Regions from separate parts of the Callithrix jacchus genome. Here region 2 is linked to region 1. The links are chromatin contacts, called in public Hi-C maps. All regions are on one chromosome and are shown on one strand. Each heading gives the region's core, a stretch centred on a gene start, on an enhancer-like site or on the middle of the called end of the contact. The rest is flanking DNA. Distances are from core to core; before and after follow the strand shown.

The links. A called contact is a pair of places that touch in the nucleus more often than the background predicts.
Region 2: a Hi-C map of skeletal muscle shows a contact between it and region 1, with 5 times the contacts expected there. The contact joins the promoter of COA7 here to the promoter of KTI12 in region 1. A contact is called at or near these places in 2 of 3 Hi-C or Micro-C datasets (both in skeletal muscle).

Annotation. Positions count from the first base shown.
Region 1 is chr7:89,016,908-89,024,444 of calJac240_pri, forward strand. KTI12 (KTI12 chromatin associated homolog) reads right to left here and starts at 1,327. Exons shown (of 6, transcript XM_078331762.1): 1 at 1-1,327. The coding sequence starts at 1,283. The coding sequence ends at 219. All of the region lies in intron 2 of TXNDC12 (thioredoxin domain containing 12), which reads right to left.
Region 2 is chr7:89,272,720-89,279,765 of calJac240_pri, forward strand. COA7 (cytochrome c oxidase assembly factor 7) reads left to right here and starts at 5,726. Exons shown (of 3, transcript XM_002750827.6): 1 at 5,726-5,846. The coding sequence starts at 5,741. ZYG11B (zyg-11 family member B, cell cycle regulator) reads right to left here and starts at 1,076. Exons shown (of 16, transcript XM_078331771.1): 1 at 981-1,076; 2 at 114-301.

The DNA.
Region 1 (7,537 bases), core at 77-2,576:
ACAAGATAGTTCTCCATTCTCTTTAGTCTCAACTTATGCTGTAAACCCAAGGCTTGACACAAACACAGGCAGGAAAGTTTGAGTGAATCTGTCACAACAGCTCTAGTACAGTATTGCATTCATATGCTCTGGAGACCTTCAGCTTATTCTTCCCAGAAAAATAATGTGCAGTGGAGATAAGAAGCCATGGCTTCCCCCCGACCCCCCACCTCCTCTGGTTAGTGCAGGCTCTGGCTCAGATACTGAAGAAACATGTTGGCCAGTTGAGGCAAGTTCTCATTGTTGGGATGCATTTTAGTGTACGAAATAAACTGGCGACGAAGGCGACTCAGTTCTGCCATGGTAAAGGGCCGGGTAAACCGCAAGCGCTCTGTGGTACCAGGAAGCGTGAGCAAGTCCCCGGGGAGAGCGCTCTTCTGCGCTTCCATCAGTCCGGCCAATACTTGACTCGTGACCTGGTCCAGCTGGTGCAGAAAGCTGCCGGAGGCGAGAGGCTGGGACTGCGTAGACTGATGGGGTGGTGGGGCCCGGTTCTCAAACAGGGCAGAGCGGATCTCTGCCAGAGGCAATGGCTCCTCTAAGCCCACCAAAGTGAATAAAGGCCGGTCCCAGCGATTCCGAGAATCGGGAGCCTCAAAGCGCAGCGTAAGGGCCTCCAGGAGTTCGGGAGAGTAAAAGGCACTAGACACATGTTTTGCAGATTTCTCTGATTCCGGAGTCACGAGAGCTGGTGACTCTGTAGCCCCGGTTTCTTCTAGCTCCAGTTCCTGAGGTACGTCGGCCTGTGCACTTCCATTTACTGTGGAGCCCGCAGTATGCAGTTCCCTGGGGACACTGCTGCCGGCCGCCAGGGGTCTCCCGTCCTTCTCAGCGCGTGGTCGCCAACTCACACTGACGTTCAGGCCCGGGTTGTCGTTCGCGCCCGCCACCTCAGGTACAGCATTCGGGCCGCCGGGACGTACGCAGTAGACCAAGCACAGTGGGGTGCGCGCTGCCCGCGACAGGCAGTAGAGCTCGTAGCGGAAGCCTTTGATGTAGTTAAGCGAGTCCAGGATGACCACGTCGTGACGACTCAGGTGCCGCTCCACGGAGGCTCGCAGAGCTCCACGCAGTGCCTTCTCACGGGCAGAATCGCCGTACACGGTTGGGTCCTCTGCGCCCAGCACAGCCGCGTCGTCTACCACGTACACCCCGCGGCCCTCGGCAGCCAGGGCCACGCGCAACTCTTCAACACGCCGGCTCTTGCCGCTGTACGGCAGCCCGCAAAACACCACAAGCGGCATCCTCTCAGGGAGCGACCGTATACCACCGCGCGGCGCCAACTTCCGGGTTGTCCGCGTCCCGACGTACGCCGGAAGTGCAAACTGCTCTTCCTGTCCCTTGACTCTTACAGACCTTGTTTCTATGGAAACAGTTCTATGCCAACTAGGAGAAAGCTCTCAGAAAGAAGATGCAGAGACTAGAATGGCATCAGTTATTTATGCCAAGTGTTATAGGCCTCAGGAGAATGTGATCTCCCTGCTGCCAAAGCCTGCCTATCCATTTATTAATAAGGCCTCAGGAGAATTAAATATTATAAGCAGCACTATATTTAGCTTATAGAAGGCAATTCATAAATGCTGGTTCTCCTTCATTCCTCCTCTTACACCTACTGGCTCTCAGTAAATGTTTACTAAATTGCCATTTCAATCATTCAACATCTTCATGGTTGGTAATTCAAAGATGAACATAAAACTGTTTCCCCACAAAAGATAAAAGGGTCTGCAGGAGGCGGAGGTTGCAGTGAGCGGAGATCAAGCCACTGCACTCCAGCCTGGCGCCTGGCGACAGAACAAGACTCTGTCTCAAAAAAAAAAAAAAAAAAGATAAAGGGTCTGAAGGCTCAGGCACCTACAATCAGAGTAATAAATACTATAATGGATAGATGCAGGTGAGGTTATAAAAGAACAGAAGGGAAAAACAAACTACTCAGAGAAATCATTGAAGACTTAATGTAAGAATATTCATTTGACTTAGAACTTGAAAGACAAATGGGAATTTTTCTCCTTAGTAGGGTTGCCAGATAAAATACAGAATGCCTGGTTAAATTTAAATTTCAGATAAACACCAACATTTTTAAGCTTAAGTGTATCTCAAATAATGCATGGATATATTTTAAATTATTTATCTAAATTTCAAATTCAACTGGGCATCTTTAATTTTTTATTATTATTTACTTACTTTTTTAGAGATGAAGTGTCAGTACGTTGCTCAGGCTGGTCTCAAACTCTTGGGCTCAAGTAACTGTACCACCTCTGCCTCCCAAAGTGCTGAGATTAAAGGTATGTGAGCCAAGATGCCTGGCCTGCATCCTTTATTATTATTATTTTTGAGACAGAGTCTTACTCTGTTGCCCAACCTGGAGTGCAGTGGCATGATCTCAACTCACTGCAACCTCTGCCTCCAGGTTCAAGCGATTCTCCTGTTTCAGCCAACTAAGTAGCTGGGACTACAAGTGTCTGCCATCACACCCAGCTAATTTTTATACTTTTAGTTGAGAAGGGGTTTTGCCATGTTGGCCAGGCTGGTCTTGAACTCCTGACCTCAGGTGATCCACCAGCCTCGGCCTCCCAAAGTGCTGGGATTAAAGGCATGAGCCACAGTGCCTGGCCATCCTTTATTTTTATTTGCTCAATCTGGCAACTCTCTAGCAGAAGGTTTGAGACCCAAGGCTATGGAACTGTTGGATCTCTTCTATAAACATCAAGCACTATAGAATGGTAGGTGAAGAAATGTGAGTGTGCCTGTGTATGTGTGTATACTGTAGGTGCACATATACTGAGGTCTTTGCATCTCTCTGGTACTGTATAGTAAAAAAGATTCAAGTCTTAGCTGTGCCATTTACTAGCATTGTAATTATTGGCAAATTATATAACTTTTCTGTACTTCAATTTCCCCTTCTATAAAATAACAACAGTTATTTCACAGGTGTACCAACTTAGTAGGTTGTTGTGAGGGTTAAATAAATGTAAACACATCTCTTTACTTCACATGAGCACAATGGCTCTTGCCTGTAATCCCAGCGCTTTGGGAGACCAAGGAGGGTGGATCACCCGAGGTCAGGAGTTCGAGACCACTCTGGCCAACATGGTGAAACCCTGCTCTCTACTAAAAATATATTTTTAAAAATTAGCCAAATGTGGTGGCATGTGCCTGTAATCCCAGCTACTCAAGAGGTTGAGGCAGGAGAATTGCTTGAACCCGGGAGGTGGAGATTGCAGTGAGTTGAGACCATGCCACCATTGCACTCCAGCCTGGACAACAAGAGCAAAATTCCATCTCAAAAAACAAAAAAAAGTAAACACAGACCAGTGCTTAGCTTTCCCTCTCATGCCCTGCCTTTCCCTCCTCATGCACTGAATTGTCTGTGCATAAACTAAACCTACTTGAGACTTTAGACTATTCAACTTGACTCTAGTAGGCAGTATGGTATACAAGTTTAAACAGCAGGCTCTGAAGCCAGAGTGTTTACGTCTGCCACTTGCTAGCTGTGTGATCCTGGGCAAGTTATTTTGGTAAACTTAGAAAAACTGTGCCTTACTGTTTTCTTCTCTAAAATTAAGATAACAATAGCACCTACCTCAAAAAGTTGTGAGAATTAAATGAGTTGATTTGCATAATTTAATGCCTAATGCACAGTAGCACTTAGTACAGCTGACCCTTGAACAACAAGGATGAGGGGCACTGACCCCCGCAAGCAGTCAAAAATCTGCATATAACTTTTGACTCCCTAAAACTTAACTACTAATAGCCTACTGTTGACTGGAAGCCTTACTAATAATATATTCAGTTAACACATATTTTGAATGTCATATGTATTATATATTATATTCTTACAATAAAGTAAACTAAAGAAAAGAAATGTTATTAAGAAAATGTTTCCAGGAAGCAGGGGGGAAAAAAAGAAGAAAAGAAAAAGAAAATCATAAAGAAGCAAAAATATATTTAGTACTCATTAAATGGAAGTGGATAATCATAAAGGTCTTCATCCTTGTGTTCACACTGAGTAGACTGAGGAGGAGGAAGAAGAGGAGGGTTGGTCTTGCTGTCTCAAGATGACAGAGGCAGAGGAGGGTGGAAAGGGAGGCCGAACAGGCAGGCACACTTGTTGTAACTTTATGGAACTACATTATAATTTCCGAGTTTTTTGCTTTTTCATTTCTCTCTCTTTTTTATTTTTATTTTTTAGAGGGGGACGGGGAGTGGGAGGGAGACTCATTTCTCTAAAAATATTTCCATCCCATACCAATCCTTTTTCTTTGCTTTAGTTTCAGGGTACATATCATAGAAGAGTCCATGTTGTAAAATAAGTCAAAAGCAGTCCTAAATAATTAGAACCTTCTGCCAGATCTGTTTCCTGGCACTGCTTCTTCTACATGTTTTTCCTTATCATCTGGCACTCATCCCCAGCAAGTTATCTGCTGTTCATTCCTCTGGTGTGGTGTCTATTAGCTCTTGAATTTATCCAAGATCATATCTTAAAACCCTTAACCCCTCACCTTTTTTTTTTTTTTTTTTTTTGCCATATCCACAATCTCTTTCATAATTTTAATTGTCTGTCATAAACCCTGAGAAGTCCTGTAAACACCTGGACACAGTTTTATCCCCCTGGAATTTATTGTTTCAGGCTTGATGGCCTTCACAGCTATTTCTACAACAATGGTGGCATCTTCAATGGTATAATCCTGCTAAACTTTCATGATGTTCTCTCTACTGGGGTTTTCATCCATGTCTTTGACAATCTTTTTTCCATAGAGTACTGTGTGTAATGAGACTTAAAGGTCCTTATCACTCCCTGACATAGTAGCTGATTTAAATATTGTGTTTGGAGGCAAATAGACTACTTTTATGCCTTTGGCGTTGAACTCATGGAGCTTTGGGTGGCCACACTATTGTCCAATATCAAAAGAACTTTAAAAGGCAGTCTCTTACTGGCAAGTCTACTTACTGACTTCAGGAACAAAGCATTAATGGAACCAATCCAGAAAAAGTTCTTGTTGTCTAAGCCTTCTTAGTGCACAACCTAAACACTGGCAGCTGGTGTTTATCTTTGCTATCTTTGCTCTTCAAGGCTGGGGTTAGCAGCTTTATAGACAAGGGCAATTCTGATGACAAACCTGACTCAAACTCCTGGGCTCTGGTAATCGTCCAACCTCTGCCTCCCAAAGTGCTGGGGTTTTTTTTGTTTGTTTGTTTGTTTTTGCATAAAACAGTAGAGTTAGCCTATCTCTTCTTGCCTTCAATCTTGGTATTTGCTTCTTTTCCTTACTATTTTTGTTTTCTTTTCAAAAATTGAAATAGGCTCTTGTTCTGTTACCCAGGCTACAGTTCAGTGGTGTGCAATCAGGGCTCACTGCAGCCTCAATCTTCCAGGCTCAAGCAATCCTCCTATCTCAGACTCCTGTGTAGCTGGAACAACAGGCCCACGCCACCACACCCAGCTAATTTTTGTATTTTTTGAAGAGGTTGGTCTTTCTTACTATTAATGTCCTTTTTGCCATATTTTTTCCACAACAGGGTACCTTAATCTACATTAAACACTTGTTCAAGCAGACATCCTTTCTCTTCAATGATTTTAACAGTGTCCAAGAATTCATTTGCTGCTTCTTGGTCAACACAAGCTGCTTCTCCTGTATCTTGAATTTTTTTTAGCGTCTCACTCTGTCACCCACACTGGAGTATAGTGGCACGATCTCGGCTCACCGAAACCTCTGCCTTCCAGGCCCAAGTGATTCTCCTGCCTCAGCCCCCTCAGTAGATGAGATTACAAGCTCAGACCACTACTGCCTGGCTAATTTTTGTAGAGATGGAGTTTCACCATGTTGGCCAGGATGGTCGTGAACTTTTGACCTCAAATGATCCACCTGCCTTGGACTCCCAAAGTGCTAGTATTATGGGTGTGAGTCACTGTGCCCAGCCTATCTTGACAATTTTTAAGCCAAGCCTCTTTCTAAAATCAGCAAACCATCATTTTAAATACTCCAGCTTTAGATACTTCACCTTTTTGCTTTAAGTTGCCATATAATGACTTTTCTCAAATCATATTAGAGTCAATAGATATTCTTTTCTTATAGTACCCACATAAAAGCTACATATTATACACATAAAAGGCATTTGGCAAAAACTGCAAAATTTTTGTGCCTGTTGGCATAGCTACGGTGACAATTTCATGAATTTCCTTTTTTTTTTTTTAACACAATTCTTCCTAACGCTGGATTTATCTTTTTAAAAAATTTTTTTGTATAGACAGGGTCTTACTCTGTTGCCCAGGCTGGTCTCGATCTCCTGTGCTCAAGCAATCCTCCTGCCTCAGATTCTCAAAATTGATTCATTTATTTTGAAATGGCAAGCAACTACCTCTGCAGACCTCAGTCTACAGTACATATCAAGCAATTCGATTTTTTCTTGTAAGGTCATGAGTTTTCTGCTTCTTGGAAACACTTCCAGCATTACCTATGGCGCTTTCTATGGGTTTCATGGTGTTATTCTAAGTTTATGATACTGCACTAAATACCATGAAAAATATCCAATAACTTTGGAGATTACTTTTTCTTTTTGATACCAAGTCTCGCTCTGTCATCCAGGCTGGAGTGCAGTGGTGTGATCTTAGCTCACTGCAACCTCTGTCTCCCAGGTTCAAGCGATTCTCCTGCCTCAGCCTCCCAAGTAACTGGGATTACAGGCATGTGCCCACCACACCCAGCTAATTTTTTTGTATTTTTAGTAGAGTCAGGGTTTCACCATGTTGCCCAGACTGGTCTCAAACTTCTGGGCTCAAGTGATGTGCCTGTCTCAGCCTACCAAAGTGCTGTGATTACAGGCATGAGCCACTGCACCTGGCCTGTGTACAGAAGTTTTGATAAATTTTAACTTTTTATATTAGATTTCTATATGCTTTATGGTAGTAAATGATAATATAGACTAGTATCTACAAAAATTTTAGGCACTTGTAACATATCTTTTTCTTAAGTCTTTTGAGATTTCTAGGCTATGCCACTCATCTCCAAGTTTTCTCAAATTGCTTGAAATCACCAAAACATTTTCCAATACATTTATTATTGAAAAAAATCCACATATAAGTGGACCTGTGTAGTTCAAACCCATGTTGTTCAGCTAGGCGTGGTGGTTCACACCTGTAATCCTAGCACTTTGGGAGGCTGAGGCAGGCGGCTCACCTGAGGTCAGGAGCTCAAGACCAGGTAAAACCCCGTCTCTACTAAAAACTACAAAATTTAGCCAGGCTTGATGGCACATGCCTGTAATCTCAGTTATTTGGGAGGCTGAGGCACAAGAATATCTTGAACCTGGGAGGTGGAGGTTGCAATGAACCAAGATTACATCACTGCATTCCAGGTGACAGAGCAAGACTCTTATCAAAAAACAAAAACCTATGTTGTTTAAGGCTCAACTATAAATGTTAGCCAATATTATTGCTGTTGTTGTAATTAGGCAACTATTCAGTTCTTGGTCTGCCTTGGTATAGCCTTTCACCTGAAAT
Region 2 (7,046 bases), core at 4,476-6,975, 260 kb after region 1:
CAAATAGTAAAAGGCAGGACTAAGAGGCTTTTAGAAGAACCCAGAACTCTGACTCCAAACCCAATGGTTTTACCCTTTATAGACCAGTGATTCTCAGCATCCATCAGACTCACCTGGAGAGTTTATTAAAACACAGATTGCTGAACCCCGCAACCAGAGTTTCCAATTCAGTAGATCTGGGGTGGGGCTGGAGAATATCCATTTCTAACAACTTCCAGTGATGCTGATGCTGCTGGCCCAGGGACCATATTTTGAAAGCCACTGTTCTGTAAGGACTAGCCTCCCAATTTCTTGTTTATTTCTATAAGGTGAACAGAATTAGATTAATATGCCATAGTAGATGAGGAATATGAGGCCAGAAAGGTAACACTTGTCCAAGGTTCTACAGCAACTGTGGGATTTCCTGTTTAGTGTGATCCCAAAGTTCTTATCATTCTTGAAAAATAACCGTCTCAGATCATGACATATGGGCAGGGGATACAGAAGAAAGAGGCAGAGAGGAGAGTATTTGTCAGGAGGAAGGGAGGATAACCTTTGGAAATGTTGCCGCCCAACTTGCAGCCATGAGGGAAGAGTGTGGCTTTGTCACTAACTTGCTGTATACCCTGGGTCAACCCCCTTTCTCCTCTGGACCTTGGTCCTTTTCCCTGTAAAATAGGAGCCTGTCCAGCTTAAAGAGCAGCCCAGGAACCTTAGAGACAGGCAGGATTTTAGTTTCCTTTTAAATGGTTGCACTGATTCCGGTTTCCGAAAGCTTTGCGCTTGCCCTAGGCCAGACAGGTCACGTGGGGAGTACGTGATGTGTAATGGCCGCTGTTTAAACGAGAGCAAGTGCAGGGCTGGCATCTGTCACAGCCTTTCCATGTCTTGGGGGGATTGGGAGTGATGAGGTGACGAAGGGCTGCAGGCTCTGCGGGCACGGGCTTGGGAAGGTTCACTACCACAGCAGGAAAGGCAGGGGTTCTCCACGTCTAACTCACCCAATGCTGAGAGTCCCAAGGGGATCTGCAAAGGCTAAAGAGCTGAGCAGCCCCGGGGAAAGCCACCCGAAGCCACCCGAAGCCTCCCTCAGCTGCACCAGCCACTGAGAAATACCGGCTTCATTTAGACACGAGCACCAATCCCAGGCCTCCAAAGTGACCTCAGAGCAAATGTGATTGGTCTGGTCTCTCTCACGAAGCGGGTCCTCTTACAACGTGTAACCCTTTGGGGGAGATTTAGCGGGCTGTGTGACCTGGTGGAAATCACTTTACTTCTCTGAACCTCCTTTATAAAAAGGGGATATTAAGACTTATCCTGAGGCTGGGCGCGGTGGTTCACGCCTGTAATCCCAGAACTTTGGGAGGCGGAGGGGGGCAGATCGTTTGAGCCTAGGAATTGAAGACCAGCTTGGGCAACATAGTGAGACATTGTTTCTACAAAAAATAGCCGCTGATGTGGTGGCGCACACTTGTAATCCCAGCTACTTGAAAGGCTGAGGCAAGGGGATCCCTTGAGCCCGGGAGGTCAAGGCTACAGTGAGCCGTGATGGAGCCACTGCACTCCAGCCTGGGTGACAGACAGAGACTCTGTCTAAAAGGAAAAAAAGAAAAAAAAGAAAGAAAGACATGTCTAAAATACTAATTCCACAGTTAGTGGTCAATAAATATTTGTTAAATCTAAGTCTGGAACTAGGAGGTTAGCTCTATAATGCTCTTGAATTCTTCCCTTCAGGATCTGTGATGGCTGTTGTGAACTCTAGGATTACAAAAGGCCTGGCTTTTCCCAGTCCTCTTGCTATGTGGGGTAAATCTCAACTTCTCTATCAGTTTCTCTCCAACAGTTTGAACAATGTCTGCAAGCTGAATCATGCTCAAGTAAACATGAACATTCATGAAAATAGAGAGATGCTGGGAGCGGTGGCTCACACCTACAATCCCAGCACTTCGGGAGGCCAGGGCAGGAGAGTCCCTTGAGCCCAGGGGTTCAAAACCAGCCTGGGTAACTTAAGAGACCTGGCTCTTCAAGAAATAATTTTTTTAAAAAAATTAGCCAGGCATGGTGGCAACACCTGTGGTCCCAGCTACTTAGGAGGCTGAGGTGGGAGGATTGCTTAAGCCCAGGAGTTCAAGGTTGAAGTGAGCTATGATCTCACCAATGCACTCCAACCTGGGCATCAGATCAAGACCCTGTCTTAAAAAAAATAGAGGGAAAATAAACCTACAGAGATAAGAAGGGGATTAAAAAACAAAAACAAGGCTGGGTATGGTGGCTCATGTTTGTAATCCCAGCACTTTGGGAGGCCAAGACCGGTGGATCACCAGATCAGGAGATTGAGACCATCCTGGCCAACATGGTGAAACCCCGTCTCTACTAAAAAAAAAAAATTAGCCAGGCGTGGTCATGGGTGACTGTAATCCCAGCTACTTGGGAGGCTGAGGCAGGAGAATTGCTTGAACCTGGGAGAGAGAGGTTTCAGTGAGCTGAGATCATGCCATTGCACTCCATTCTGGGCGACTGAGCAAGACTCTGTCTCAAAACAAAAACAAACAAACAAAACAAAAACAAAAAAGAAGAAGCTTGCTGTCCTTTTGATGACCATAAATTTCCTTTTAAAATATGTGACCTCTGGCCGGGTGCATTGGCTCACGCCTGTAATCCCAGCACTTTGGGAGGCTGAGGGGGGCAGATCACGAGGTCAAGAGATTGAGACCATCCTGGCTAACATGGTGAAACCCATCACTGCTAAAAATATAAAAATTAGCTGGGCTTGGTGGCTCGTGCCTGTAGTCCCGGTTACTCGAGAGCCTGAGTCAGGAGAATCACTTGAAGCTGGGAGGCGGAGGTTGCAGTGAGCCAAAATCACGCCACTGCACTCCAGCCTGCCAATAGAGCGAGAGTTCGTCTCAAAAAAAAAAAAAAAAAGTGACTCCTTACTTGGTTCAGCCCTTTGTCACCAACTAACTTAACTCTCTTGTGCCCTCTACCGCTCAAGTGATCTCATTTCAATGCAGTTCAACTCGGCAAATAAACGAAAAAACATTCCCAGATTTTAATAATCTACATCACCCTGCTTTATTTGATCATCAAGCCCTGTTCTATTCTTGTCCTTGTGAGCAGCATACAGGACACAGAGGTCACAGTCTGGTGGGGATACAGACTTTTTTTTTTTTTTTGAGACAGAGTTTTGCTCTTGTTGCCCAAACTGGAGTGCAATGGAGAGATCTTGGCTCACCGCAACCTCCACCTCTCAGGTTCAAGCAATTCTCCTGCCTCAGCCTCCTGAGTAGCTGGGATTACAGGCATGCACCACTGTGCCTGGCTAATTTTGTATTTTTAATAGAGACAGGGTTTCTCCATGTTGGTTAGGCTGGTGTTGAACTCCCAACCTCAGGCAATCTGCCTGCCTCGGCCTCTCAAAATGCTGGAATTACAGGCATGAACCACCACACCCAGTGGGACACAGACTTTCATGCCATTATTGGCGTGACAAGAAACATTCCTGGAAATAATAGATGACAAATAAAGAAAAATAAATAAATAAATAAAACAAGAAACATTCCTGGAACAGTAATGACTTTGAGCCAGGCACTCTGCTAAGCACATTGCATATATGAATTTGTAGTCCTTTTGACAGCCATTGCAAAAGGATCTGCCTTTACAGAAGAGGATTCAGACTCACAAACATGATTGATTTAAGGTCACAATTTAGTAAACATGGAACATGGATTCTGAACTAAGATCTGTCCCCCATCCAAAGCCAGTTATTTCCACTACACTATATCAGAATAAACCAAGTGGTGTGGAACACTGAAATGGGAGCATCTAAATCTAATTTGAATGTATATAGTTATTATGTCTGGGAAGACTACATAGGAGAGTATTTCCAATTTGGGTTAAAAAAGGTGGTCCCTCCTCCCTAATGTTGCTGAATGTGTAAAGAAAAAAAAAAGATGGTTCAGGCATCAAGAGCAGAGGTAATCAGGGACATAAACTTGGGACCTATTCAGAGAACAGAAGGTTGGGTGGGATGTGGGGGAAGAGAGGCAGAATATAAGGCTAGAATCAGATTGCACAGGGCCTTGAAGGCCATGCTAAAGAAGGATGACCTCAAACCAAAGTTCAAGGATTCCCAACCTGGGCCATGTGTACTGAGGAGTCCCCTAAGGTGATCAAGTATGAGAAACCACAGGTAAATGTGGTATATTGCCTGGAATGTCAATTTTACTAAAAGGCTTGAGTGGGGGGAGGCAATCTTCTGTTATCCTATAAAATATGTATTATGGGGGATTGAATGTAAAATCATATGAATTTAAAAAATAAAACTAGGATTTCAGACATGTCCCTTTATTGTCTGCTCTCCAATAAATAAATTGTTGGAAATAGTCCATTCTTTGCTGCCATTAGGGATAGCTTAGTAATGGAGCCATGGAAAGCATTGTGATAGGTGATGGGAAACCATGGATTTAACTCTATTGAGGGTTCAAAAGTAGGGCTGGATGGGATTCAAAGATGAATAGGAAGTGACTGTTTTTGGAGAACTTTCCATCAGGCTTTATGAAACTGATGATTCTTAACAGGAAAACAAATAAAGTAGGTAAACTTCCTCTCCTCTTCCCCATCTCCTTGACATGTTCCTTTTCTACCTCATTCATTTTTTTTTTTTCTTGAGATGCAGTTTTGCTCTTGTTGCACGGGCTGGAATGCAATGGCACGATCTCGGTTCACTGCAACTCCACCTCTCGGGTTCAAACAATTCTCCTGCTTTAGCCTCCCAAGTAGCTAGGATTACAGATGTACGACACCACGCAGGGCTAATTTTGTATTTTTATTAGAGCTGGAGTTTCACCAGGTTGGCCAGGCTGGTCTTGAACTCCTGACCTCAGGTGACCTGCCCGCCTTGGCCTCCCAAAGTGCTGGGATTATAGACGTGAACCACCGTGCCCGGCCTCATTCATTCTTTAATTAAAAAAAATTTGTTGCATACTAACTCCCTCACTGTGTGACCTTGGACAAATTACTGAATCTCTCTGTACTTTAGTTTCCTTATCTGTAGAATGGGGATAATAATAATACCTAACTCACAGTATCACTGTGAATGCATAATGAGAATTAGAGTTAATTCACATACAGCTCTTAGAAATAGAGCCTGGAACAAAGTTCAACACTATTAGCTGCTATAACAGTGACGTTGCTACACCCTTCACTGCTACTGTGTTCCAGTCAACATCTATCCATAGCCATTTATCGCTTAGCTAATTCATGTTGGTGGCCAAGGCGGGTCTGGGAGGAATAGAAATGAATCCGATTTCCCATTGCACTTTGTCCAGCTACACTTGGCACATGTAGAAGGTCCTCAAAATGCTTGCTGAATAGATAAACGAGTGTCTTCCTATTGAACTGCAAATTCTTTCACGGCAGGGATAATATTCCTAGCTGTCATATCTCTAGAACAACGCACCTGGTGAGGCACGCAGTAGGCGCTTAGAGATTATACATGGATAGATGACTGAAGGCGAAAAATCACTAAGGCTACAAAGCGGGCATAGATAAGGCGATGCAGAGAGACCGCCCCCAGTTTCAGGAAGGGTATTAGTCTTTGAAGTGTGTCTGCCGGAGCCCTCACCTGCGCGAGGGCTTCTGGGAGGCGCAGGCTCGCCTTGCTCGCCCCTGGATCCCGGGAGAATGCCCCGGAAGGCATCAACCCTACGCCCCGCCCCCTCCGCCGGCCCACGTCACCGTCTCTGGGCCAGCGCGAACCATGGCCGGCTTGGTGGATTTCCAAAATGAGGAAGAGGTGAAGTCCTTTTTGGAGAACATGGAAGTGGAGTGCAACTACCATTGCTACCACGAGAAGGATCCGGACGGTGAGCGCTTCCAGCGCAGCCCGAGGACGCGTCAGGGAGGGGCGGGCCAGGAGAGGTTGGGTCTGCGACCTCGGAGAGGCTGGTGAAGGAATCGCGTGCTGGGCGGGAGACGGAGTCTGTGTATCGTGGTGATCGTGTGTGTTGGGAAGGGCAATGTGTCCTGCGAAGACCGAGCCTGGAGGCCGGGGCGGATAGGAAGAGACGTGCTGGGGCTTTTGGGTTAGGGACTGGGGATCCATCGGTGAACAGATAAAACTCCCTGCCCTCGTGGAGCTTGCATGCTAGTGCGGGGAGTCGAGCAATAAGCCTCAAGTAATCCATGAAATCGTGTTCCAAAGTAGTAAGAGCCGTGGAAAAAGGACTGGGGAAGGGTATCTGGAGGTCAGGAAGGGGCTTTTAAATCTAGTGATCAGGGAAGATCACTGAGAAAGTGGCATTTGAATAAAGCCTTGAAGAAGGTAATGGAGTGAACCATGCAGATCTTTGCTAGGCAAATAGATCTAGCAAAGAGGCCCTGAAGCACGAATGTGTCCCGTGTTTTTTTTTTTTTTTTTCTTACGAAGAGGCCCTCAAGCATGAATATGTGCCGTGTGTTGTGTGAACATTGAATTGACTTGAGAGTAGTAGGTGGATGGTGGTGACCAGAGGGGTCCACCCAGAGCAGCCAGTATCTTTGGGTGGTTTTCTTTCTGCTTTATTTTTGTGTTTTACATTTTCTTTCTTTTTTGAAATGGTATCTCACCATGTTGTTCAGGCTGGTCTGGAACTCCTGGGCTCAAGTGATCCTCCCGCCTTTGATTAATTACAGGCATTAACCACTGCTTACTGCCTACTTTTAAATTTTTTATTTGTTTTTATTGTTTGGAGACTGAGTCTCACTCTGTCACCCAAGCTGGAATGCAGTGGTGTGTTCTCAGCTCACTACAACCTCCACCTCCTGGGTTCAAGCAATTATGCCTCAGCCTCCTGAGTAGCTGGGATTACTAGTGCCCACCACCACGCTAATTTTTGTATTTTAGTAGAGACAAGGTTTCATCATGTTGGCCAGGCTGGTCTCAAACTCCTGACCTCAAGCAGTCCACCCACCTTGGTCTCCCAAAGTGCTGGGATTACAGGTGTGAGCCACTGCGCCTAGCCTTAAAAAAAAAAAAAAAAAAAAAAATTTATTTATTTTTTTCATATGCTGCTTAAACTGAATTT